Regions from separate parts of the Mus musculus genome. Here region 2 is linked to region 1. The links are chromatin contacts, called in public HiChIP or PLAC-seq maps. All regions are on one chromosome and are shown on one strand. The core of a region is the stretch at or near the end of the contact, and the rest is flanking DNA. Distances in the headings are between cores, read along the strand shown. Region 1 overlaps Gm38791 (a long non-coding RNA gene). Region 2 has its middle 44 kb from the start of Trim24.

What was found. HiChIP or PLAC-seq counts read pairs in DNA pulled down with a chosen protein or histone mark.
Region 2: an H3K27ac HiChIP or PLAC-seq map of embryonic stem cells shows a contact between it and region 1, with 16 read pairs. The contact joins two enhancer-like sites. A contact is called at or near these places in 1 of 15 datasets of contacts at CTCF or cohesin (CD8 T cells), 4 of 484 Hi-C or Micro-C datasets (CD8 T cells, Th1 cells, regulatory T cells and 1 more) and 7 of 115 datasets of contacts at active chromatin or transcription factors (CD8 T cells, effector CD8 T cells, embryonic stem cells and 2 more).

The regions. Positions count from the first base shown.
Region 1 is chr6:37,725,468-37,732,220 of GRCm38.p6, reverse strand. The region is part of intron 3 of Gm38791 (a long non-coding RNA gene); the gene reads right to left. Among named protein-coding and RNA genes, the nearest start is that of Gm38791, 14 kb to the right of the region's middle. Within about 2 kb of position 2,875, at least 31 of the 459 cell types and tissues checked have an H3K27ac peak or open chromatin away from gene starts, as enhancers often do. A contact at or near this core is called in embryonic stem cells and trophoblast stem cells, where this site is marked.
Region 2 is chr6:37,823,293-37,830,045 of GRCm38.p6, reverse strand. No RefSeq gene overlaps it. Among named protein-coding and RNA genes, the nearest start is that of Trim24, 44 kb to the left of the region's middle. Within about 2 kb of position 4,080, at least 11 of the 459 cell types and tissues checked have an H3K27ac peak or open chromatin away from gene starts, as enhancers often do. A contact at or near this core is called in embryonic stem cells and trophoblast stem cells, where this site is marked.

The DNA of each region.
Region 1 (6,753 bases), core at 1,626-4,125:
ACGTTTGCCCGTGTTTGGACATGGTTGTGTGGAGGTGAGTGTGCAAAGACAGCCTGGGATAAATGAGAACCTTCCCTAAAAAAAAAGAGAGACAGAAAGAGAGAGGGAGAAGGAGGGAGGGAGGGAGGGAGGGAGAGAGAGAGAGAGAGAGAGAGAGAGAGAGAGAGAGAGAGAGAGAGAGAGAGAGAGAGAGAAAGAAAGAAGAAAGAAAGGAGAAAGAAAGAAAGAAAGAAAGAAAGAAAAAGAAGAAAGAAAGAAAGAAAAAGAAAAAAAGAAAGAAAGAAAGAAACAAATCAACAACATCCAGGTTTGGGCAAAGACTAAATTTAAATATGTATTTAATAAAATATAAAAAACATGGCTCACTTTCTATGGAATATTTCCCAGGACCAGCAGCCATCTCTTGCATTTTATTTATTTATTTATTTATTTATTTATTTTTTGAGACAGGGTTTCTCTATAGCCCTGGCTGTCCTGGAACTCACTTTGTAGACCAGGCTGGCCTCGAACTCAGAAATCTGCCTGCCTCTACCTCCCGAGTGCTGGGATTAAAGGCGTGTACCACCACGCCCGGTCTCTCTTGAATTTTCTAGGTGGGAGATGCGTACCCTAAAATTGCACTGTGCTCTGGCAATGGGTAACTAAAAGTTCAGTCTCAGAAGACTGCCTCCCACCCCCCAGTGCCCAAACCCCGGAGCTTCTAGAGACCAGCTGGTTGTAAATTGAGGCTGTTTACACAACTCCTTTCATAGGTTCAATAATTTATTACAAAGGTCTGCAGAACCCAAGGAAAAAGTGACATTTGCTGGCTTCTTACAAAGGACTACAAGAACTCATGCCTATTAAACCAACAATACTGTTATTCCTAGCATCATAGTCTAGAATATATCTCGTTTCAGAGGAAACCAATATGGTCAAAATATCCTGCTTTAATACCATGTTTTCCCCACGACAGCAGTATAAATCCAACAGGGACATGACTCCATATGTAGGCTTTATTGGCTGCTAACATGTCTCCATTTAAGGCGGCTTTACAAACTGCGTCCCTGTGAGATGCTCTGAAGGTTTTTGCACCACAGGTTATTGTACCACTCTGAGACTTGGAAAATCTTTCCTTTGTAACACAGGAGAACTGTGAAAGGGATGTGTCTGCTTTGGCCTGTGCTTGCTTTCTCAAGGTGTGTGACAGGCTTTCCCCATAGAGGGGTAGGGGGGGAGCCAATTCAGCCTAATTAAAAGTAGAAAAGGCAAGTTTATTTGGGAAATGGGCTCTTGGGTGAGTTCACCAGTCTCAGGGGGAAATACTGGAAAAAGTCGCAGGCAGACGATATCGTGGAAGTTTTTTATAGACTGCAGGTGAAAGAAAAGGATGCATTTGCCACAGAATGTGTGTGTGTGTGTGTGTGTGTGTGTGTGTGTGTGTGTGTGTGTGTGTGTGTGTGTGTTGGGGAGCCTTGGGTGGCTGGTGACTTCATGAGGTTGGGACAGTTGTCAGGAATGTCAGGAATGCAGGACTGGGCTTTTGGTGCCTTTTCTGTTTGTAGGCTTTCTAGGGGAAGGGGGAAGGGAATTTGCTGGACCATGTAGGTGAGGGACACAGCCAGGATCTCCAATTAGTGTACACCAGCTTTAAGAAACTGGCTTGTGTAAGGTAAGGATCCAGCTGATTTCTTAGAAACTTGATGCACACACACACACACACACACACACGCGCGCTCACACACACACACACACACACACACACACACACACACACCACCTTCCTCTGCTTGATCCTGAGCCTCCATATCCTGCACATGAAGACTTTAGACAAGTGCTACCACACCTGGTTCTATGCTGTGCTTGGGTTTGAACCTAGGGCTATCTGCATGCTAAGCAGATAGTCTACCAGTTCAGCTGTATCCTCAGCCCTTGCCATGTATTTATTTGTTTGAATCAAATATCACTATGTAGCTCAATTGGTTTTAAACTCAAAAGCCCTTCTGCTTCGGTCTCCTAAGTACTAAGACTATGGGCATGTGGTACCATGCCCGGTTCTACTTATCTTTAAATTTTCTTTAAAAACATTTGCTTGTTTGATTTGTTAAGAGTGTGCATGTATGTGTGTGCCACGTGTGGAGATCAGAGGACAGTTTGCAGAAGTTTGTTCTGTCCTTCCATCATATGGATCCCAGAAAAGTCAACTTGTTGGGCTTGCCTACAAGCATCCGTAAAGACTGAGCCGTCGTCTCACCAGCCCTCAGCTTGTCTTTTTTTTTTTTTTTAACTTTAATTAAAAAAAAAAAATTGTGTGTATTGGTGTTTTGCCTGAATATGTATGTCTGCATAAGGGTGTTGGGTACCCAGGAACTGGAGTCATATACAGTTGTGAGCTGCTATGTGGGTGTTGGGAATTGAACCCAGGTCCTTTGGAAGAGTAGACTGTGCTCTTAACTGCTGAGCCATATCTCCAGTCCTGCTACTCTTACCTGCCCCCCTCAGAAATCTGCCAGCCTCTGCCTCCTTGGTGCTGGGATTAAAGATGTGCACCATTCATAGTTCTTCTATCTCTCAAATAATAAGTTCCCTGTAAGTTATAAAATTTGACTTCTAACTCATCTATTTAGAGTAAGACCAACAAAGCCATCCTAGTGGATAAGACTAAGTTGTTGCAGGGCAAATCTCACTTGTCTGCTCACTAGCAGCATGTATGCAGGCAAATGACTTAAAATCTATGAATCCCAGCGTAATCAGCAACAGAATGTCTATCACTTGTGCATTTTGAAGGCTGAATGAAGTATTTTAAATGCAAAGTGCTTTTAGTAGAGCACTCAGTAAATAGAAGCACTCAACAGATTACCCTTGGCCGCAGTGTTTCCTTAGAGATCTTACCCAGTCACTACCTAGTCCCCATACTCAGACAGTGAACAAGTTCTGTGGTGGTTTGAATGAGAATGGGCCTCATGGGCTCCTAAATTTAAATACTTGGTCCCCAGTGTTGTGTTTTATAAAAAGGTAAGAGAAAACAGGGATGTTTAGTGGAAGCCAAGTGTGGTATGGGGGAAAGGGGGTGCCTCTGTGGGCCCATGCCGAAGCATTCCTTCCTCCTGGGGAATCAGCCGCACAATGGTATAGTGTAGAATAGAATTTATTTAGAATATGGGGAGGTGAGTAGAGGGGGTAGTAGAGACAGAGAAAGGGAGAGAGAGAGAGAGAGAGAGAGAGAGAGAGAGAGAGAGAGAGAGAGAGAGAGAGAGAGGCTAGCCATGAGCATGTGGAGAGAGGGGGGAGGGGGGGAGGAATAGGGGGAGAGAGAGAGAGAGAGAGAGTAAGGAGCAAGAGGACAAAGCAAGAAAACAAGAGAGAATAGGGCAAGCAGCCTCTTTTATAGTGAGTCAGGCACACCTGACTGATGCTAGGTAACTGTGGGGCAGAGCCTAGACTAAATGCAGACGCCCAGTAGCTGGAACTGTTTGGAAAGGATTAGGAGGTGTGGCCTTGTTGGAGGAGGTGTGTCAGTGGCCGTGACAATGTTTCCAAAGCTCACACTATTTTCAGTGTCTCTTGATCTGCTTTGCCATAGTGCCTCAAGATATAAGCTCTCAGCTCCACTCCAGTGCCAAGCCTGCCTACTCTCAACCATGCTCTCTACTTTGATGGTTATGGATTCTAACTCTTCTGAAACTGTAAGCCTCATGAAAACTCTTTCTTCTTTTAAGTTGCCTTGGTCATGGAGCCTTATCTCAATAACAGAATAATTTTTAAAAAAGTCCCTAAGACAGGTCATTCCATAGAATTCTTTTCTTTTCCCCCTTTACTCTGATTCTGTCATCAGGTAGCTTTGCTAAATGAACTTGAGCATCGTAAGTGAAATTCAGTGTGTGTTTACTAAAGAAGTGTACAGTAGCAAGCTTTAACAGAGTTGTAACTCCCTTCTGACTAGGGTGTGTTTCACTCATCGTGAGAGTGATGAGTTCCATGGTTCTGGAACTCAGTTCTCATGGTTCCTGCTCATGGGCTCATTCCACTGCACCTTGACACCTCTCAGAATGGAGCATCAAGACAAACCACTTGGGATTTACCACAACCACAGTGTATTTAAAGGATGCCTCTGTCAGAGAGAAGAGGTCGGGGATCAGGAGGAGTAGAAGGAGGGAAAACTACAGTTGGGGTCATTGAATGAGAGAATAATAATGATTACAATACTACTACTAATAATAATAATTACAATAATAAATGCCTCTGCAGCTGGCCTCCTGGATGTCTCTATGCTGCTGGCCTCCTGTGAGCCCAGACTGAGTTTCAGCATCAGCATCAACATTGTGAGTACTGCCATCAGGGAGAGTGGGGCTGGGTCTCACATTTGTAAACAGAGCACTAAACTCAAGTGGGAGAGCATCTACAGGTCCCAGGCCAGCCTGGGATGCTAAGTCCGAGAATCTGTCTCAAGAAACCCAAAAATCCACCAATCCAAAACAGTTGGGGAGGTAGGTGGGACACATATTTGTAATCCCAGCACTTAGGAAGATGAGACAGGAGGATCACCATGAATTAAAGTACAGCCTGGGCTAAAGAGTGAAAGTTATCTCAAGATAAAACCAAACAAAAGGAAAACCCAGGCAAACCAAGGAAGCAGGTTGGTGAGGAGAGGCTGAGGCTACAGCTCAGCAGAAGAGCACTAGCCTACCATGGACAAGCCTCCTCATTTGATTTCTGCCACTAGAAAAAAGGGTTTGTGTGTATGTGTAGCAAAGATATATTCATATGACATTCATAGCACAAAACAAATGTATAGAATAATTAAAATAGCAATATATAACTATAGCCTATATAGCTATAGCCAATTTTTGACAACAGTATTAAAAACATACATTGGGGAATAAAAGTCCCTTCAACAGTGGTGCTGAGAAACTAAAAACAAAAGCAAAAAAAACCAACAAAACACTATTCACACACCAAAGAATGAAAGTAGATCCATATCTCTTACCTTGAACAAAAATAAATTCAGAATGAATAAAAAATTTTAATAAACATTTGAGACATTGAAACTGGTAGACTAAAGGGAAAACCTTCAAGACACAACTGTAGGTATGAACTTTCTGAAAAGGACTCTAGTAGCACATGAACTAACCCCAAAGAATTGGTGGTGGGATTACATTAAAGAGCTACTGTACAGCACAGGAAACCATTAACAGAGTGAAGAGACCCTGTACAGAAGAAGAGGAGAGAAAATCTTTGCAAGCTGTACTTCAAAGAAAAAAATAATATATAGACTATATAAAGAACAGATCTAGGATATATAAAGAACTGTGAAGAGCAGGGCGTGGTGGCGCACTCCTTTAGTCCCAGCACTTGGGAGGCAGAGGCAGGCGGATTTCTGAGTTGGAGGCCAGCCTGGTCTACAAAGTGAGTTCCAGGACAGCCAGGGCTACACAGAGAAACCCTGTCTTGAACCCCACCCCCCACCCCCCAAAAAAAGAGAAAGAACTCTGAAAATCAAGCACAAAACAGACATCTTCAATTAGCAAATGGGTTCATGAATTGAACAGTTCTCAAAAGAAGAAAGACAACCCAGGTGCAGTGGCACACTCCTGTAATCCCATAACTCAGAAGGTGGAAGCAGGAGGAACAGAAATTAACCTGTTTCAAGCCTGGTGGTGATGACGCACACCTTTAGTGTAAGCACCCAGGAGGCAGAGGCAGGCAGAGGTCAGCAGATCTCTGTGAGTTCAAGGCCAGCCAGATAGTTCCAGGACAGCCAGAGCTGCACAAAGAAACTGTCTCAGAAAAAAAAAAAAATTCCAAGGAGGAAACATAAATAAATGATTAATAAATATTTTGAATAGTCTTAAATATCCATAGATATCAAGAAAATAAAAGTTAAAGGTACTTTGAGATTTCATTCCAACAGAGGACAACACATACTTGATAGTCCATAGAGAAAGGACAGTAGTTATGCTGTGGAAATATACGTTGGTATAGACTCTGTGGAAATCAGTGTGGTTTCTTAAAACACTGAGAACAGACCTCCATACAAGCCAGGTATACCATTCTTGGGTATATATACTCTGGGGACTCTAAGTCAACATACCACAGACTTAGTTAATTACACACCCATATTTACTGAGCCACTGTTGATGCTATCCCGGAAACAGTTCAGATCTAGGTGTTCATCGCAGAGGAGTGGATGAGGAGATGTGACACATGAATAAACATGACACTTTATCCAGCAATGAAGAAAAATGAAATAATGATATTGGCAGGAAAATGAATGGAATTGATTTAATTTTTATGTATATATTGGAGGGGGGTGAGCATAGGTCATGAGACTAGGAAGGGGTCCATGACAGGGACAAAAGAAATCTTAAGGGAAGGGGAGAACAAAGGAACAATGGAACCCGTCTAACATGAAAGCAGGACACAGGTTACTAAGTGAGGTGTGGGAACCAGTATGTGGATACAGGGAGATGGGAAGGTTGGGAAGAAACAAAAAAGGCGTGTCTGAAAAAAACCTAGCCCCTGGCATAGTGGCACATGCCTTTAATCCCAGGACACAGGGAGCAGAGGCTGTTGATCTCTGTGAGTTCAAGGCCAACCCTGTCTACATAGTGACTTATAAGACAACCAAAGCTATATAGTTTTGTTTGTTTGTTTGTTTGTTTTGTTTTGTTGTTTGTTTTTAAAGCACAGAAACCTATCACTTACTATGCTACTTAAAATAAAGTTGATAATTTTCAAAAGAGGGGGGATGTGGGTGATATGAGTATGTCTGTC
Region 2 (6,753 bases), core at 2,831-5,330, 97 kb before region 1:
TGCAGGGATCAAAGGTGTTCACTACCAAACCAGGTTTAAAATTCTTTTATCAATGAAACTTGGACAACATCTGAGGTCCCTGGGGCATGGCATTGCAAGTGTGGCCTAGTGGCTCAAGGTGATAATCCCAACTCTTGGAAACTAGAGGCAAAGGATGAGGAGTTTAAGTAAGCCTGTGCTTACTTTGGACCAAACAAGGCACTGCTCTGCAAACCAAAGTCTACATCAACAAAAGCAAATACAAAGGCAAATTGGAAGCACTGGAATAGACTTTGAACACAGTATGGATTTGGTATCCAAGCTCTGACTCACTGCCAACATGACCCTTCCTCCCTCTTTTACTATTCTTGTCTCACAGTTATGTGAGTTTGAGGCCAGCCTGGTCTATAGAGTAAGCTCCAGCACAGCTAGGGCTACACAGAGAAACCCTATCCTCAAGAAAGCAAAAACAAACCAAACAAAGGGTCAAAGGACAGGGAAGAGTCTGTTGCTGCTGGTCATCAAGCTTTGGGAATGCAGCATGGCCTTTGTTTAAACAAAAGTTTTATCAAATTGGGGAGATTAAAGGTAGCTAGCTATCTTTGATTAAAAAAAATTTATTTTTTCATACCACGAACCCTGCTTTGGATCTGATTAGTATGATCTTGCTGCTTATCAGACTCCATAGTAACTGCTTACATTTACATATTTATTACTGAGGCTGTCACAATAAAATCTATACAGATGATCAGCCAAATGAAATAAATGCATAATACCACGTATGTGGTTATGTAGATGGGTAATGAGCTTTCCTTCTCGCTCCAAACACGCCACTCTCCAGGGAATTCCACACATTTCATAACCAGAAATCCCTAGATTTCATTCCCTTTCAGTTATCATAGTAGTGATAAGCATAATTGATAAAACATTAGTCAATGTTAATCAACTTAACCTTTAGTCTGTTTCCTAACTCAACATTTTGGTGGCAGGGCTGAAAGTCTAATTTTGCCTTCATCTTTCCAGTGCCAAGAGCCCATTCCAAAGCTGTCTAGGGACTAGCCACTATTCATCTTATTAATGTTCAATAGGTGTTAGTCACACTGTATGGATTCCAAGGTTTTTAGGAGCAGTAAAAGTTAGCAAGCCAGCCAGGGCTATACAGAGAAACCCTGTCTCAAAAAACCAAAAAAAAAAAAAAAAAAAAAAAAAAAAGTTAGTGAAGAATTTGAAAACAAAATATTTTACAACTTTGATGAGAGCCTCTTGAAGGTAGTAAGTCCTATAGAAATCTCAGATTTCTATATATATGGAGGGACAGAGAGAGACTGACTTTGGGAGCTGAGTGTGATGATGCCCACCTATAATCCTAACACTGGAAGGTTGAGGCAAAAGGATCATTACTGTATGTCCAGCCTGGCTGTATTAGTGACTTTTCTGTTGCTGTGCAACAGAACACTGCACTTCCTCCAACAATTCCATACTTCCTAAGCCTCCCAAAGAGTGCTCCAACTGAAGGAGGAGTATGCATTCAAATGCCCGAAACCATGTGAGATATTTCTCATTCAAACTTCCACACTAGTCTATTTAATGAGACTTTGCAAAAGAAAAAAAAAATGAAAAAAGAAGCTAGAGAGATGGCTTGGCAGTTAAGAGCACTGACTGCTAGGTTTGAATTCTAGTAACCACATGGCAACTCACATCCATTTATAACTTTATAACACTAGGTCCAGAAGATCCAGCATTTTCGTTTGACCCCTTTGGCACTAGGCATGCATAGAGTACACAGACACAGATATAGGTAAGACAGCCATGCACATACATTTTTTTTTAAGAGAGAAAGGATTCTAGAGCATTATGTACTTGTGAGAAGTAAGGAAAGTATGAGTTGTGTATATAATGGTAGACTATAGGCTACCTCTATCTGAGGAAGAGAGTCAGAAAAAAGAAAAATTAAATTTTATTGCAAAGAGAGAAATAGAGGAAACACTTGAGAAATCTATAAGGGAAAAGATAATGGGAAAGAAGAAAACTGGAAGTGTTACACAGAGTAACAAACAACTTGTTGCCAGCTACACAGTTCCGTGTGTGGCGGGGAAGGGAGTGGACACAGAAGCTACTTCCAAAGCAGTTAGTTTTCCTCCAGCCATGTAGTGCTGTGTACTTAAAGGTACTTCTCCAAACCAGAGCAAAACAAAAAAACAAACAAAACAGAACAACAACAAGAAGATGAGCCAAAGCTTTATGCTTTATCCACAAATATACAGTGTAGAACATTGAAACACACATACACACACACACACACACACACACACACACACACACACACCCGGGAGAGGGGGCCACAAAGCAGCAGGACTCCTCGATTACCAGTCAGAGACACTGAGTGGGATGAAAGGCCAAGGGAAGATTTCCTAATTTTCCGCTAAAACTCCAAAGAGGCTTTTTTTGTTTTGTTTTCTTCAGGGTTTCCATTGCTGTGATAAACACCTTGACCTAAAACAACTTGGGAAGGAAAGACTTTATTTCATCTTCTAGTTCCACATCACTGGCCTTCAGAGAAGGACTTAGGGCAGGAACCAAAGCACAAGCCATGGAGGGATGCTGCTTACTGGCTTGCTTTCTCAGTCTGCTTTCTCATACACCTCAGGACCACCTGCTTGCAATGGCATCACCCACAGTAATCTGCGCCCCCCCCCCCCCCCCCACTAATCATTAATCAAGAAACTACCTCACAGACTTGCCAATGGAGGCATTTTCTCAATTAAGATTCTCTTTTCCCAAATATGTCTAGATTTGTGTCAAGTTGACCCAAATCAATGAGCACAAAGATAGAAACAAGCAGAGGAATTTATCCACTACCCAGAGAGAAGAATCAGCAACAGAAGAAAAAGCTGCTGGCAAAATAAATAGGGAAATTAGAGATGCGAATGGAAATGTCAGTGGTGGGAAAGAAAAAGACAATGAGAAAATGAAGATTTTGGGGGGTAAAGTAGAAATTCTGGAAATAAAAAGCTCAACAAATCAAATACAAAAAACAACAGAACCATCACCAACAGACTCGCCAAGCAGAAGAAAAAACTAGGGATATCTACAAGCATTAGGGTGTTGCCGTGGAAGAGTACCTTGGCAGGTTGGACCCAAGGAATGCCTCAGAGTCACATTATGGAACAGATATTACAGATATTATGTGAGAGATTTGTTGGGGGTAGAGGAAGGCCACCTTTGAGCAGGAGTGAGAGAAGGGTTGTGAGGGAGGGAGAGAGACAAAGAGACAGAGACAGAGGGTGGGACATTATGGCAGGGGCCTTTATAATGGGTACTCAATTTGTGGCGACAGCGGTAATGTGTTGCATGACAAGCTGGTGATGATGTGGCTGCAGGCAAGGTGACCTCGTTCCTAATGACAAGATTGTTGGGATGAGGATGACCCACAACATCCAAGAACTTTGCAAAATGATTAAGAGATGAAACATAAGAATGCATGGGAGGCAAGGATCTGAGATAACCAGTAGAGACTCGTAATGAGATAACAGCATTCTAGAGGAGGATTTATTCAATGGAACTATTATATTCTTCACAGAAATAGAAAAAGAAATCGTAAAATGTATTTGAGAGCACAAAAGGCCCTATAGACAAAGCAATCCTTAGCATAAAGAACAATGGCAGGCATAGCAATATCAGATCTCAAATTATATTATACAGACACAGTAACAAAGACGGACAAAACAGACATAAAAACTAGTGACATAGAATAGAGGAGCCAGAGATGAAACCATACTGTTAATAGCAACCTAATTTCTGACAAAGCTGTTTTAAAAAATACGTTGGAGAAGATAGCCTCTTTAAAGAAAGAGAATGGATAGTCCTGGCAAAACCGGATTCATACATGCTGAAAATTGAAATTTGACCTGTATCTCTCATCCCGCACAAAAATCAGTTCATCGTGGATCCAACATTGACCTGAAACTGAAACGGCTGAAGGCAGATTCAGGGAAAGCGCTCGAGACACAGGCAGAACTTTCTGAAAAGGACTCCAACAGCACTGGACGCTGTCCTAGATTGACAAGTAGAACCTTCTGAATAACAGAGGAAGCAATCACCATAATGAAGAGACTGCCTACAGAATGGGTGCTGCACACAGACCTCACTTGGGTCCTCAATCCACAGGCAAAACTTGGGTTCGGTGGTTACAGACCAGCAAGGAGTTGGCACGGATGACAAAAAAATACAGACCAAAGGGAGTGTGGTATCTGAATGTATTTTTGTCAAAGTGAGCATCAGTCTTTTATAATATAAAAGAAATTAAGTGATACATTAAGGCCATTCAAGGTACATTGAAGTTATCTGATGCAAAATTACTTTGACAACAAAACAGAGGAATGTGTACTTAAAAGCTAACAGGAACCAACTGGGATAAAATCAGTGTTAACAACTGGGATCAAAAGCAGTTCCACCTAAGGTCAGCTTAATCTTAGAAGCCAGGGGCAAGGGCTTCGTGCCCTTGCCTTAGTTCTAATTCTAGTCTATTGTATAGTCTACCTTCCCCCTAGGCCATTGCAAATTCCTGTGTGTGGGTGTAACTCAGCTATCTATAGTTCTAAGTATTTACTCCAATTCCTTCTTAGACCACAACCTTCCTTCTTCCTAGGTCATTGTAAATTCTTGCATATGGGAGTAGCTCAGCTATTATTCTAAGTGGTAGCTATTATTCTAAGGGACTTTCTACTAATAAGTAATGTAGTCTACCATACATAATTATAATAAGAATTCTAAACTTATGTTGCTAAGCTTGCCCTGAGATTTCTAACTATATGTAGTAGATAGTAATGCCTGATTTCTTTCACTGTCTCTCTTACGATACTAGAGGCAATTCTGAATGTCACCGAATAGGCAACATTCTTACTGAATTCAAAGCTCATGGTCAGCTCAAGGATTACTTCGGACATTGGTGAAGGCCAGGAAGCAAAGTTCAATTTTGCTTAGGTATTTGGCAAGTCATTGCTTGGAGACACCTATAGTAAAACAATACTGAGGGCAAGCAGATCCGTTCAACGACTAAAGCAAGGACATTATTGGAGCATTCGTTATACAGGATGCCATGGTTCTAGGAGACTAAGTTTCTGTGAACTTTTTGCCTCAGGACTACATCCAGGTTTTTGGGCCTGTCACGTGTGTCACTACTAGAGTGGATGTAGCAGATGGGAAAATAATTATTGCCAACCATTGTCTAGACCCCCCCCCCCCCAGAGTTATATCTAAAATACATAAACACACACACACACTAAGCATCAACCCTCATCCCCCAAGTCATCTAACCAATAAACAAGCTAATGAGATGAATAGACAGTACTCAAAAGGACACATACAAATGTCCAATAGTCCAATGAATGATTGAAGAAAAGGCAGAGGGAGGAGGATCTATGTGAGTTCATCAGTCAGTTCCAGGCCAATTGAGACCCTGTCTCCAAAAAGGAAGGAGTAGGAAGAGGGAGAAAAGAAGAGGAGGAAAGAAAGAAAAGAAACACAACAAATGGATGAAGATATGAGAAGAGAGGAATCCTTAATTCTGGTGCAAACGAAACTTGTGCAACTACTGGGGAGATTGGTGTGGAGATTCCTCAAAGAACTGAAAAACAAACAAGCAAATAACAAAACAACCAACCAGACAAACAAACCACAAAAATGTACCCTATGGCCTGGTTAGTTGTAGTTACACTACTCTTGTGTCCTGAAAGAAGTTGTAAAGATACCACAGAGAATTGTGCCTATCTGCCTTAATTGCTGCACTACTCATAAAAAGCAGCAAATGGAACCAGCCTAGATGTCAGTCCACAGAAGAATGGACTAAGAAAAATCTAGTACATATATACAGTGGGATATTTTGCAGCCATAAAGAAGAATAAAGGCAGGGCATTTGTAGGGACATGCGTGTAAATAGAAATTGTGTTACATGAAATAAGCCAGACCCAGGAAAATGTCTTTCATATGCAGAAGCTAGATTTAAAATGATTTATGTGTGTATTTATGTATGCATGGGTTGATCCTGAAACTTGAAAAGGAATCATGAGAGGGTAGAAAGGGACCTTAAGGGAGGTGGTTAATAGGATAAGACTATACACGTGTAGAAAGCAGAAGTTAGGACTAACTGGGGAAGAAAGTTAACCGAAGCTTGGGCATGGTGACTCCTGCCTGTAGACCTGACAGTCATGAGGTTGAAGTAGACAGATTGGTATGAACTCAATGCCAGTCTGGGCTATAGAATGTGACTATATAAATACATAAAAAACGAAAAGAAAGGAAAAAGAGAGAAGTGAGCAGGCCGGCAGCTGGAGTTGCAAGTGAATGGGAGTAGGCAGTAGTGAAAAATAAAAATAACGTGTAATAACACATGTGTGAAAGTGCCACAATGAAATCTATCACTTTGTATGCAAGTCTAAAAAGAAGAGAATATATAAACAGTTAACAATGTGATTATGTCAAAGAACACAAGAACCAACTTGGAGAGGAACCATTGTCTTCTAGAAGGCTCCAGCCTTCACTTCCTGGTAATGGTTCTGGAGTGCCTAGAGATGGAGTAAGATAAAGGCCACCTACACCAGACTTCCTCAGCAACAGTTTCCAGCCCCCACACCCTGATAATGGAATGTCCTAGCCACCTGGTCTGAAACAAGGACCAGTAAGTTTCCAGACCTCCACAGTAACAGTTTTCAGCCCCGATGTCCCGGAAATGGAATGCCCCCAGAGATGGAGTAAGTTAGAGGTCACCTACCCCAG